Linked DNA regions of Mus musculus: region 2 is linked to region 1. Evidence: chromatin contacts called from public Hi-C data. All regions are on one chromosome and are shown on one strand. Each heading gives the region's core, a stretch centred on a gene start, on an enhancer-like site or on the middle of the called end of the contact. The rest is flanking DNA. Distances are from core to core; before and after follow the strand shown. Region 1 holds the start of Mei4 (meiotic double-stranded break formation protein 4). Region 2 overlaps Mei4 (meiotic double-stranded break formation protein 4).

Region 1 (4,091 bases), core at 381-2,880:
GTCTTCTTCAAATTTGTGGGGTTTCTTTCTCTGTACTTTGCTTGCTTATTATGTGTATGCCTGTTTCTTCACTTTCCATAAAGCTTGTCATTTAACCTTATACATATCTTTATCTATAAAGGATATCTGTACATATTCTTAGAAAAATGGGTTAGTCACAGTCCCATCGACAGACTGTGACATTAAAAATGACTCTAAAATCACTCAGAATTAAATGTAAAACATAAATAGAGTCCATTACTTTATTCAAAGAGCATGTATTTGATTGATCACTTTGTGTTTCATTAGTCTTGAGTGAGTCAAAAACTTGTATAATTTTCTTAAAACGTTTCTTTTTCTGCTATGTATTCTAAAGCATCTTTAACCATCTGAAGATGTTCAAAGAAAACTATTGAGGTTGTTGAAATCATTAGGTCTTTACATTTAGGTGGTAAATAGTTAAAACTACCTCTGGGCTTTCGTTCAGGATTTCAGTGGCTGTGCTGTATTTGGTAATTGCTACCCATTTGTTTTAACTATTAGACTGAGTGCTCTGTCTTGTATGGAGTTGTAATCAGGTCTTGACCAGTAATCAAGGCTGTAACTGGCACGTAACAGCTCAATTTTCTCAATAAATGTATGAGGGGAATTGAAATAGAATATCATACTATTTATCAACGCAAACACAACTTTTCTACATCACTCCTACTTGACTGTTCATTATCTTGAAATGAACTTGGATGGTTTGATTTTACATTACTCAAAGAAGAGCAGTGAGCACAGTAGAGCACTCACAGTGTTCATCACCTTAGCAGTCACAATAACCCGAGTTTAGTTTGCATGAAAGCACCGTTGCAAGATTAACGAAAGCTATATTAAATTACATTATAGTTAAAATTATTGACTTTCTTAAACACATGGATAGAACAATGAAGCTTAACATTTCCAAGACATTTGCAATAACTGACTAGATGCAAGCACTTGCCTTAATAAAGGGTCATTTACGTAGGAGAATGAGCTGTGCAGACCCCCCAGATATAATATTTGGTAATTTATCCTATACAATTGTTGAAACCTTTAACTATTAGCAAATTAGCACATTGTTAGTAAAGTCTACATAAGTGACTTCCGAATGCTTAGAATCTCCTTTGCATTTTAATTTCTGAGAAATTTCAGTACGTGAGGCAAAAAATTACTTAAAATCCTAGATGAAGATATGACAGGTGGACAAATGAGAAACATAGCGCTTCCTCCCGCAGGAAGCAAAGATTTTAAAACCATCTTTGGAAACAAGCCAACAAATGAACCCAAAGAATCTGTTTTCCCGACTGTTCCCATGTAGGACAGGAGTTGGCACAACAGAAGCTTTCCTGAAACTTTTCCTTTTTTTCAAGCCCCGTGAGTCTCTCCTTAGAAACCAAATCAGCCTTTCAGGAGAGGAGCTGCAGGCAGTCCTAGACTATTTTGAACTATTTTGCAGAAGAAAGGAAGATGCAGGAAACACCTGCCTAGTCCAGCCAAACCGGCTAACCGCTCCTCGCCGAGCCCGCCCGAGCCCGCCGGAGCCCCTCCCAAGCCCCTCCGAGGAGAGTGGCGCAGAGGCTTCTGGGACTTGTGGTCTCCGCGGGCCTCCCTCTTGATTGGCACTGGAAGAAAGCCGGGAGGAGTGGCGCTCTGGGCTCTGGCGCCTACCTGCGGGCTGCGCTTGCATCAGCGTGCATGGCCGGGAATACTGGCCCCCGAGCTTCCCCCGCCGCCTGAGGGCGTCCTTCCTTCTCAGGAACCCCAGGCTTGTGTAGCATCTGCCTGCTCTCTGTACTCTCGGGCCCCGGGTCCCCTCAAGCAGCGCACGCTCTCAGGTGCTGTGGCTTGGGGTTCCTTGTCGCGCCCTTTGCGGAGGTAGGTCGCCTCACGCGTGGGGAGGGGCATTTCTTTACCTGATAAGTAGGTCGCGCCTGGAGCCTCAGAAACTTGGGCGGGCAAAGCGTGTGTTCTGTGGTGTGTTCTACACCTTAGAGTCTGTGCAAGCCTGCCTTCACTCTAGAGGTGGCTTCTGAGGTTTCCTGGAGGAAAGGGTGGTTTTGGGGGACCGTAGGCACTTGTTGATCTGATCTTTTATTGAGCAAGTACACACCCAGAGGAACTGCAGAAAGTGTTGGGGGTGTTAAAAGTGGGACGGGTGCGGTTTTCTTGGGATCTGACAAGCATGTGCTGGTACATGAGGTAGAGATAAAAATCATTCTTGGAAGAGCTAGGTTGTGGTGAGATATGCAACAGATCAGAGGAGCAGGGCCAGAAGTGGAGTCTCCATTACGGAGGAAGAAGCCAGTGAGGGTTTGGTGAATCTGGAATGTCCAAAGTAGCAGAAAGTCAATAATTTGAAGTGAATTAAATAAAGCCTTGAATAGCTTTATAGTCTGCAATTACATATTTAGAGGATTAAAGTCCCACCAGGAACCACAGAAAATACATTAGTATGTCGATATTCACAGAATATAAATATGAAATTCATAAGAATTTCATAACTTGGATTCTTCATCAACTGGAATTTATTATTTTTTTTTCTGTATCTTTTGGATTTTTGAGACAAGGTTTCACTTTGTAGGATGGCCTTGCCTCCTGCTCTCAAGACTAATGGCAATATGTATGCCTCAGACTTGCAAATGCTGGGATTAAAATGTGAACCACCAAGTCTGAATATATCAGGTTACTTCCAATTAGCAAACTTTTTATCAAATTCATTACATACATTCTGATCAATTTTGGCTTGTTTATATTACTTTTTCCTGCTTAGAATTATATGATTTTTGGTATATCTTGTGACTACAGTAATGACATTCACAAATTGACATCCACTATTTTACTTTCCATTGTTATAGCTTACAGCTTCTGTGAGGGCCTTAGGTTAAACACAATGTCTTTGTATATGTCAGTAAACCACAAAATTTACAATTCAGTCGTAAAATTTGGACATGAAGACCAGGAGCACAGATTTGTGACTGAGTATTTTTTTAAAATTTTTTTTTTCATGAAAGTAGCAATGTTTGGAATCAGATATTTGAAACCAATATTATGGAATTCTTGTTAAAAACATAGTATTAATTTATCCCATGGTTTATTATATCAAAGAAATTAGAAGTCTAGTGTATTCTAGGTTTCATGATATATGTGAATGGCAGGTATATGTTAAGTTCTGCTGTATGAAAATACTTGAAGCCAAAAGTCACAGCGCCAATTTAATAGGCATATTAACCCAAATCATTTGAAGCATTCGTGAGATAAACATACTTAATGATTGTATTGTGCATAATGTTTTGAAGGATTTGAGATTTAGAAAGCTAAAGGGTTATAAAGACAGAAGATGTTAATGTGCTGAAGAGAAAGTAGGTACGTTTTTAGACACTGGGATGTAATCAGGGCAGCATCACTAAGTGTTTTAAGAATAGGTTTAGAGTGTCAGCTACAGCAACGGGAAGAAATAGCATTGAGGATTTGTCAGTTTTGTCACTTGTAACAATGGCAAGAACACTCAGGTACTGTGGGAGTATTGAAAACTCCCCTTTAAAAAAATCTAATAATTTTAAAGATTTTGTAAATGTACATTTTATCTAAGCACACTTCACTTCATACCTCTTTACTGTTCCTTTTCATGTCCTGCCCCCTCTCACTAGTATGCTTTGCTCTCCTAGACAGTTTTAGTTCTGCTTCATGTCATATGTTTACACATGACTGTATCTCTATAAAGTCTAGGAGCCACCATGGATAAGACAAAACACATGCTCGTTGTCTTTCAGACGCTAACTAAATTGCTTTAAAATGACCATCTCCAGTTGCATTAACTTTCCAACAAATACACAGTTTTTATCCTTCTTTATGGTTAAAAAAAATCTCATTCTGTATATGTAACACATCTTCCTTATCCTTTCCTCTGCTGTGAACACTGCATTGGTCCAAAATTTGATTATTGTGAAGAGTGCTTTGATAAACACTGTTGTGAGAGAGGATCAATGTTTACTTTTGGAGGAACTTCCACTCTGACTTCCATAGTGGCTGAACTCATTTACATGTGAGCAGACTTGGGTGTCTGAGGGTCCCTTTTTGTCCACTCCCTC
Region 2 (4,190 bases), core at 770-3,269, 140 kb after region 1:
TCTGCTCTGCAGTGTTTTCTCCTTGTGAAGTATTGACATTATAGAGATAATAAATTCAAGCAAGGGCTAGAAAGGTTCACAAAAGAGATACTCTGTCATGGAGGTTTACCAGTGGAAATGGCGCTAGAAGTACTTTTGTCCTGGCACAGATGTCTGAATCCTTAATAGTTTATGAGAAATAAATAGTATCTTTTAGGCCTTCAATATGCTGGGATTTTAAAAGTTTTGCTTAGAACTTCTTCATTTTATAGTTTAATCTATATTTGTATTTAGTACCTCCATTGTGCATCATGTGAAAGACCTTAGACGTTAATTAGAGGGGCTAGGGAGATGATTCAAGCATGAGGACCTGAAATCAAATCACGAACATGCACACAAAAGCCTGGCATTGCTGTGCTTGCCTATAAACCTATAGGAATAAAGAGTCATTGGCAGGGGACAGATGGAGATCAGAGCTAATTAGCCAGCAGAGCCTCAACAAAAACAATGAGTATCGAGTTATCTGAGAGACCATGTCCCAAGACAAGAAAGAAAGCAGATACAGAGGACAACACAGGATATTCTGTTCTGATCTCTCCATAAGCTAGCTAGTGTTCTCTCTCTCTCTCTCTCTCTCTCTCTCTCTCTCTCTCTCTCTCACACACACACACACACACACACACACACACACACACACACACCTAACAGAATATGGAAACATGGAAAAATAGGAGAAAAGTACAGGCATGCAAAAACTTAAGCAAAAAACAGCAGTTATCTTTGTCCTTGGGATCAACTAAGCATCAACCTTTACATTTAAGTAGCCATATTCTGATATTTAATAACACATTAGCTCTGTTTACATTTCTAATGCATCTTTCACTCATGGGCTGCTCATTTGGAAAATATTAGACCACTGGCACATAAACTCCTAGCAGCTGATACATTTTATATATGCATATAATATTTATAATTTTATATTTGTCAATATTTCTATTGTTCTCACCAATAAAATAGCCTCTAAATATCAGGAAAGTATCAAATGCCTGTAATGTATACAAGATTTTTTAACTTCTAAATTTGTCTGAAATACTGAATTTATCATCAATCACAAGTATAGTTTTTTTTCTTCTTAAGGACATACTCACTTCTGTCATAGTTATCTGTTGGCTTTTATTAATTTGCCATTTTTATGATGAAAAACATAAACTTTCAGCATGTATCACAGGTGATTATGGGGACTTTCTGTCTAGTTGCAAAGAATGTTCAAAACTTGTACATGCAAGGAATATTTAAGTAAACTGATAATTGTATTGGTCCATCAAGGATATTCTTTGAGCCAGCACTTCTGTTGTCTTTTATTTATTTTATAATATTTTATAAATTCTTGGAGAATTTTGTATATGCATTTAACATTGGATCATATTCTCCCTAAATTCTCCATATAATTATCTCATCCCCCACCTCTTCTCAACTTACTGCTCTATTTATAATTTTTTCATAATCACCCTACCTGTATATGTATATGTGAAGGGCTATCCACCAGTGTATAAGCAACCTACCAGGGACTGTAGACGTAATACACAAATATTCATGAATGAGAATGTATAGAGTAAAATAAATAATCAGTAAGACTATAAGAGAGGTTAATGTTAGCAAAACTTCGATTTTAGAACCTGGAATGTTTTTGTGTACATTATACTTCATAATATCATTAAGACTCAATGGAAAATAGAAATAATGTATCTGAGCCTTTTAATTTACTAATAAAAGTTGAATTACGTAGATTCTTTAGAATTACACAAAGTAATGCATTTAACAGTGCAAACTCAAGACTGCTGTAGTGTTTCTGCAATTTAATCAAGGCTCCATGGTTTCAGGGAAAGAAGAAAACATTTAATATTTCTAACTTCTAATTCCTCTCTCATACTTATAGAAACTAGATGATAAATATCTAGTTTCTATAACCTACATGACTGTGGAACAGGCTATAAGAAAATAAGTCATGAGGTGCTTTTCAACTTTGATAGATAAAATTCTAGAGAACTCTAGTTCTCTGAAAATTCTGTCTTTCTAGGAGGAGTTCAATCTAGAGCATGGTCTGAAGCTTTGTGTGTACGTGTTATAGTTCTGTATTGAATCATAAATGAGGTTCTACTAGAATAGAAGGTAAGATAATAAGAGGCATAGAAAGTACAATCTGAATGAGAACAAGTTGGACACATTTTGCTGGTGTCTTCTTCAAATATTCTCTTGGGAAAGCTAATTTGTCTAGTTGGCTTCTCCATTGTGATAAACCACTGACCAAAATCAACTTGAGGAGAAAGGGGTCTATTTAGCTTACAGGTTATGACCCATCACCAAGAGTAGAAAAGACAAGGACTCAAAGTAAGTGGGAAGTAGGAACCGAAGCAGAGACCATGAGTTATAATCACATTACAAAGAGAATACAGTTGTGTTTGTTTACTGGGATCAGTAAAATAAAATGGTATATTAATTACTTGCCTTTTTATGTGCATAAATTATTTCTTTTTTGTACATTTTTAAAATTTACATTTCAAATGTTATCTCCTTTCCCTGTTCCGACTCCCATCTCAGAAGCCCCCTATCCTATCCTTCCTCCCCATGCTTCTATGAGGGTGTTCATATGCAGCTGGAGCCATGTGTACTCCTTAGTTGATGGCTTAGCCCCTGGGAGCTCTGGGCGTTCTGGTTGGTTAATATTGTTCTTCCTATGGGGTTGCAACTCCTTCAGTCCTTTCTATAATTCCTCTATGGGGGATGCTGCGCTCAGTCCAATGATTGGCTTCAAGAATCCTCCTCTGTATTTGTCAGGCTCTGACAGAGCTTCTCAGGAGACAGCTACATCAGGCTCCTGTCAGCATGCACTTCTTTGGCATCTACAATAGTGTCAGGTTTTGGTGTCTGTATATGGGATGAATCCCCAGGTGGGGCAGTCTCTGGATGGCCTTTCCTTCAGTCTCTGCTCTACACCTCCATATTTGCTCCTGTGAGTATTTTGTTCTTTACAAGAAGTAACTTTTCCATCATGGTTGGAAAGGTGTGCTCATAGGAGCCTGGGGCAGCTGACCACACCGCACACACAGTCAGGAAGCAGAGAGAGATGGATATGGAGATCAGCTCACTTTCTCCTTGATATTCAGTCTTGGGTCATCACTCCTCCATTAAATCCCAATTAAATGACTCCACAAACATGCCCAGAGGTTCTTCTCCGAAGCAATTCAAATGTCTATCAAGTTGACAATCAAGATTAACCATCACAGATGGTAATTTAGATAGCTTAATTAGAACTGCAATCAAGGTAATAATAGTGAGTTTACACATAAAATGTGCAGTGTGCTTTCATGAAACGTTTCACTATCTTTTATTTTCATGTGTTTTTCTGCAAATATTTTGACCTAGAAATGAATTTGTGGACTGGCCAGCCATATATGGGTCATAATCATGCTCTCTCCTCAAGGCTCAGGTATATGCCAGGGGGTGGGGAGGATTTTAGGAGCCAAATATGGTAGATAAAATCAAGGAAGCTATGTTTTCTGAACACACAGGGTATTTACACAAAACACTAACAGTGATGTGACAGCATTCACGACATTCATGCCATACAACCTCAGTCCACACAAAAACCATATGTAGAGGGAAGAAGATAGACACAATATCATACCACTAGCTGATGACATATTGATATTGGCATTAGATAGCAGCCAGGGAAAGAATCAGTTTCTTCTTGTTGTTTTTTGCTGTTATTTTTTAACAATGTAACTCCTGGTCGTTCAACCATATGTCAAGTTGAGTATAATTTTGGTGTCTTTGTCAAAGATCAAGTGACAGTAAGTGTGTGGTTTTATTTCTAGGCCTTCAATTCTTTTCCATTGATCAATGTGTCTCTCTCTGTACCAGTACCATGCAGTTTTTTTCACTATTGCTCTGTAGTAAAGCTTGAGGTCAGGGATGGTGATTCCCCCAGATGTTCTTTTATTGTTAAGAACTGTTTTCACTATTCTTAGTTTTTTGCCTTTCCAGACGAATTTGAAAATTGCTTTTCCCAAGTCTTTGAAGAATTGTGTTGGGATTTTGATGGGGATTGCATTGAATCTGTCCATTGCCTTTGGTAGGATGGCCTTTTTTACTTTGTTAATCCTGCCAATCTATGAGCTTGGGAGATCTCTCAATTTTCCGAGATCTTCTTC

Evidence for each region. A called contact is a pair of places that touch in the nucleus more often than the background predicts.
Region 2: a contact with region 1 is called in a Hi-C map of Th2 cells, with 2.1 times the contacts expected there. The contact joins the enhancer-like site here to the promoter of Mei4 in region 1. A contact is called at or near these places in 1 of 484 Hi-C or Micro-C datasets (Th2 cells) and 2 of 9 other capture datasets (adipose tissue and liver).

What each region holds. Positions count from the first base shown.
Region 1 is chr9:81,862,040-81,866,130 of GRCm38.p6, forward strand. It overlaps Mei4 (meiotic double-stranded break formation protein 4), which reads left to right and starts at 1,631. Exons shown (of 5, transcript NM_175213.4): 1 at 1,631-1,878.
Region 2 is chr9:81,997,807-82,001,996 of GRCm38.p6, forward strand. All of the region lies in intron 4 of Mei4 (meiotic double-stranded break formation protein 4), which reads left to right. Among named protein-coding and RNA genes, the nearest start is that of Mei4, 140 kb to the left of the region's middle. Within about 2 kb of position 2,020, at least 1 of the 459 cell types and tissues checked has an H3K27ac peak or open chromatin away from gene starts, as enhancers often do. A contact at or near this core is called in Th2 cells, where this site is marked.